Linked DNA regions of Triticum aestivum: region 2 is linked to region 1. A link is a contact called in public Hi-C data. All regions are on one chromosome and are shown on one strand. Each heading gives the region's core, a stretch centred on a gene start, on an enhancer-like site or on the middle of the called end of the contact. The rest is flanking DNA. Distances are from core to core; before and after follow the strand shown. Region 1 holds the start of LOC123056678 (protein ROLLING AND ERECT LEAF 2). Region 2 holds the start of LOC123056689 (F-box protein SKP2A).

Region 1 (2,700 bases), core at 15-2,514:
ACTAGCAGCGCACTCCACCTCCGTTCTGCATGCCTCTCGTAGGCCTCAATAATCTTAATCTATCATAAACCCCGTGACCCTGCCGTAACAGCAGCGTTATGCTACTACCAAACCAAATCACTCTACGGGTTAGCACTGTTGTAGCAGTAGGAGTAGCACGACCAGCCTGACGCCAACTCGCCGTGGTTCGGTTCCTGCTGCCCGGCCCAGATCTGGATCGCATTATGCAAGCGGCTAAGCCAGTCTTGTGCACAGGCACGGAGCTTGCAGAAGCCGCAATGGCCCGGCGTGATGATGAGATGCGACTGCGCAGGCGATCCCGACTCTACCGACGATCCGGAAACTGAACGTTATCTCCGTCCCCCATGTGTTGATTCCTTCTCCGCCATGAGTGATTAGCGTGCCATGCATGTGCCTGCCTCTGCCCTGCCTCCTTTCAGATCGCCACCCCATCGATTAGGTAAGCTACTACTAGCCCAGACGGGAAAGCACGGCGAGAGAGAGGGAGAGCATCTGCCTGCCCTCCCACGAGGCCGTCTACGGGCTACTTGTTGTTACGAGTGCGTGCTCTAGTCTCCAGTAAATGGTGCAGAATCTAGAACAGTGCCAGCCGTTGGATTTACTGAGAATAGGCTCCGGTGGAGGGGTGTGGCCGTGGCGTCCTCGATGCGCTCCAGCGACCCACGTGATCCGATTTAGCGGGTCGGAGTTCTCGTAGTTGGATCGAGATGCGTGGTCATGTGTGCGCGCGTGCCGTGCGCGGGCGAGGGAGGCAAAGCGCGGGAGCTCAGAATTTTTAGGGGTTCAGTTCAGTGGCGCGGAATCTTTGACCATCAATGCCGTGCCCTTGCCCCTGCACGACGAGGGTTTAACTTACTGTATTATTTCTCTTAATTGAGCAAGCGGTTCTTATCTAAAACAGGACCAACGCACCGTACTGCAGCGGGCGCCGGATGTAATCGTGCTAGTAAAATCTTTTGAGCAAACATGGCCATGATGGAGGAGCATCGGGTAATTATCACGCCAGATTCGCCACGGAGCACAGAATTAACGCGTGTACTGCGGGGGCTGCAGAGCGAGTAAATATTACTGTCACCGTCGCGCACAGAAATGGGAGCGAGACGCAACGCAATGATGTTACTGCCGCTGCGCTGAAACTTACGTACCCACTACCCACCCCGTGCCCTCTCCTCTCTGTCGTTCCACGGTGAAACGAAACGCGTTCTGTCAATTTACTTACCGCAGCGGTAACAGATCGCCGGCCCGTCTCCATCTCTCTCTCTCCCTCGGCGACCCATACACGGGCGATCGGATCGGCACTGCTCCTCCGCGATTCCATGGCCCCTCCCCGAGCCCTCGCCTCCGGCAGCCCCGAGACATCTTTCCGGTGATGTGAGCGAAGAGCAAGCGTCTTTTCGCTCACCCTGCTGTACCGAATGAGCAGTGCGTTGCATCTGCTTTAACCCGTCGCCACTGCCAGTGTCAGTAGCCTGCTCATCCTCATGCTCATGCTCAATAATAAACGTTCCTCGTCGCAGCTCCTCCACGTGCCCGTGCCCGCCGTGCCACGCTCGCGTCGCGCGCGCGCGCAGCTCGGTGTTCAGTACACTAGCTAGCTAGCTCACGCGCCCACGCCACCTTTGCTCCCTCCCCCGCGCTTGTTTCGTGGCTCCTCTTTCTTTCCGGCGGGCGGGGCACGGAGTTGGCGGCGTCGGGGGCGGGCAATGCCGTCGCGGGCGAGGGCGTAGGGCAGGATGGGGTGCCGGAGCTCGCGGCTGGACGCGGCGGACGTGTCCCCCGTGGCCGCGCTCTGCCGGGAGCGCCGCGACCTGATGCTCGCGGCGGGGGACCGCCGGGCCGCGCTCGCGGCCGCGCACGCCGCCTACTTCCGCGCGCTCCCGCGGGTGGCCGACGCGCTCGCGCGGTTCGCGCACGAGCACCACGCCGCCTCGCCGCCCGGGTCGCCCGTGCTCACGCTGCCCCCCTCCGACCACGACGAGCCCAAGAAGCCCAGCGCCTCCAGCTCCACCCCGCACACCGACTCCGGCCACTCCCACCTCCACTTCCACTCCGACGCCTCCGACTCTGATCCCGACTCCGCCGACGACTGCGCCTGCGATGACCCCGGCCACGGGCACGGCGCCCGCGGCAAGATCCCGCCGCCGACTGGAGTGCCCCAGCAGCGTCACATCCCAGAGCCTGCAGCGGCCAGGCCGGCCATGCCATGGCAGGGCAGGCCCGCCATGCCCTGGGATGGCAGGCCCGAGATGCCGTGGGGCGGCATGCCCCAAATGCCGTGGGACGGCAGGCCCGAGATGCCATGGGCGCAGGCCTCCTACGACGCCTACCCTTCTTCGTTCCCAATCCCAGATGTCGCAATCCCCAATGCCTACTACATGAAGGCCAGTTCGGCGGCGGCGAACACGGTGTACCAAGAACCATACGGCTACAGCAACTTCGCCACCAATGTGCCTTCCTACATGGGGTACGAGTACGGGTACAACAACCCAATGTACGGCGTGCCGGAGGGGGGCCAGCCGGTGGAGCATCGTGGCCGGGAGGCGGCGGCTCCGGCTCCGGCGCCGCCGCCGCCGATGCCGATGCCGGAAGCGTCGCCGTGGGACTTCTTCAACCCGTTCGACTCCTACAACCAGGACCTTCCACACTACAACCAAAAGGGGTTTGCTCCGGACGGGTCGT
Region 2 (2,700 bases), core at 36-2,535, 79 kb before region 1:
AACTATTCGACCTCTGCTTCCTGAAAACTAAGATAGGTGATAACAGCTGCATTCAGAGACGGCATAGCAATCAAGAAAAACGTGCAAGGACACTGCTAACAATACAGATTTATTGAAAATGCATATAACAGCATAAGATTAAACACAGGTAGGCAGGACGGCACCAAGCTGGGTTAAACAGAAATAATTTATACAAAAATTGTTTAAGCACACCAAGTTCTTTATACTTGTCGAACTGAAATAGCCAATTAGGGGTAACGAACAGTCAGATGGGCAAGAATAAATTTGAGAATGTGAGGCTAATTATGTACCTATGAATAATTGGAAAAGAAATAACAGATGAGGACCTGAATGGGGATCCAGAACAAAGGTACAGCGCGACCACGGATACTGTGGATCAATGCTGTTTTCGTCGCATGGCAGGGAAATCTACGAGATGGAGAAGCTGGAAAGAATGTATCAAGAATCCACAGATGGAGAAGTGCGTACTTATAGAACTCTACCAACATGGCACCTTTCCGGCTTGGATTGGGCGAGGGACTTGCCAGTCACAATCAGACAGCAAGTCACATCCTTAAAATAAGGCGAGGGAAACATTGCGGAGGCTTCTAGGGATCAAGGTCTCGATTTCCTCTGACTTTTGATCAGCAAAGCAATAAAGCCGCCGAGCTCGCTAATCTAGGCTTACAGTACATCGGAAAAGCCGATTAATCGGGGTACAATCGAGACGAAGCCCGAAACTTGAGGAATAAATCGGGCAAAGAGGTCTGCTGAGAAATGCAAACAGACCCGGTGGTGCTAGCAAGGGACGAATGATCCTCCGGACCACTCAATCCCGAGGAAAAAATAATCCGACAATCTGCAAGAAAAGATGAAGGAAAGATTGCGACTCACCTCGAGGACCTCGACCGGCCCGGAGCCGGAGACGGGACGCGGGTAGGGCGGTTGAACAGGGACGCCTGTGGCGACCTTGCACAGGGCCGAGACGGAGGAGGCCTTGAGGTGGCGAGGAGGAAGAAGCCAGGGGAGGGGAGGGGGGCGGACGCTGAGGAAGCTGGCGTGGCGCGCGCGTGCAGGGAAAGGGTGGCTATATCCGGCCGGCCGACTTTAGTAGGCGGCGCCGATGGCTGTGGCTTGCCGACACGCGAGGTGCCCGGCGGATGCGGGAGATTTTTCTTCCCTCCTCGCGCTCGGGGCGCGGGCGGGGGTGCGCGTTGGCCGGAGGGACGGACACGAAAGGGCCGCCTGGGGCGGCACGGAGGGGCCGGCGCTTTTTTTAACGTCGACAAAAAGAGGTTCCTTTCTTCCTTCCTCGGCCCGAGGGGCGCGGAAGGAATCGTTCGCAACGGAATAGGCCACGAGTTTCGTCGCCGTCGTTTTCGCTTCCGTGTTCCGGCGGAGTACTCCTCCGTTCCTCCCTTCCGCGTGTGCGTGCGTGCGTCACGACCTTGATCATCGGTTCCGGTGTCTCCGGCCGAGGAGATATGTATGCGTCCGCGAGTCCAGTAGGCTGCATCGTGTCTTTGTCGTCGGATCGCATCGCATGGCTCCGTGGCCAGCGGCGTGCCCATCCTATATAATTTGACGTGTACATGCCTACAAGGCACGGCGCTGCACCGAGCTTTCAAGTCCCACAACTGGCTTATCTCCGTGCAAGTGCAATGCAGCCGTAACGATCCGATCACGTTTGAATGGACTGCAGGTGGCCATGAGCAGCCTCTCAGCTTGCACACACACATTTTCGCGAGGACCTGCAGTGCTCTTCCATGACTTTTACTTAGAGCCCACCTCCGTGCTTGCTTAATGTTACTACTTAGGTAGTAAAACAATCCGGTGCTAAGCTCGATAGCGGCAACCCAGAGTGTGCGTGTGTGCGTTCATAAAGATGAGTATATGCACGTATATATATGAGCGTTTGCGTCTGTACTGTGTTAAAAAAACTTCAAAAATTTTCCGTCGAGAAAAGAAACTTGGGAATTTTATCTGAACTCGTTGTCTAGTTTTGGCGCTACGTGGAGCAAATATACCGCCTTCTTCCATTATTTCACCATCGCGATGAGCCGATGAGCCGCTGGTCGCTTTTCACTTGCCGGTGTCTGCCGTCATCCGGATGATGACAAGTGATAATTCTGTGTGTGCATCTGTTAGCTGTGGCGTGTGGGCCGAAATACTCCACATCCGCATGCAAAAACAATCACACACTGCCCCGTCCTACCATGTCAGCTCGTGCGTGGCTGTTCGATCCGAACGCATCCATCAGAATTCATTTCGCGCATCGCCTTTGTTACGGTTTTCTAAGCTCTTGTACGTGGACGTGCGGAAGAAGTCTATAGAAATGGAGCACCTTCCCTCGGAAGCTAGCTCGGATACAGCGAGCGAACCGGGTGTAATTCAGATGGTTAGGTTTCATGTGATGGAATCATTTGTTAGAGTTCAAGTCCTAGAATTGATGTTGGTGCTTGTAATTTTTTAGATTTATTTCAGGCTCTTCGATGATGTTTATTCAGTGGGAGGAAATGTTTATGTGGACGCCCGTGATGACTTCGTCAATCTTAAGATGTAATGTTAGCTCGGTATCTCGGATGTGTTCATAAAGGTATGGTGTGCGTGCATGCATTCCTATGAATGAGTGTATGCGTGTATGTGAACATCAGAAAAAACTTGTATAGAATCTTGGAAATTTATGGCAAATCTGGATTT

Evidence for each region. Hi-C and Micro-C count contacts between places; a contact is called where the count stands out from the background.
Region 2: a Hi-C map of leaf shows a contact between it and region 1, with 5 times the contacts expected there. The contact joins the promoter of LOC123056689 here to the promoter of LOC123056678 in region 1. A contact is called at or near these places in 2 of 5 Hi-C or Micro-C datasets (both in leaf) and 1 of 1 datasets of contacts at active chromatin or transcription factors (leaf).

Annotation. Positions count from the first base shown.
Region 1 is chr1A:462,279,863-462,282,562 of IWGSC CS RefSeq v2.1, reverse strand. It overlaps LOC123056678 (protein ROLLING AND ERECT LEAF 2), which reads left to right and starts at 1,264. Exons shown (of 5, transcript XM_044479990.1): 1 at 1,264-2,700. The coding sequence starts at 1,755.
Region 2 is chr1A:462,358,791-462,361,490 of IWGSC CS RefSeq v2.1, reverse strand. It overlaps LOC123056689 (F-box protein SKP2A), which reads right to left and starts at 1,285. Exons shown (of 6, transcript XM_044479996.1): 1 at 895-1,285.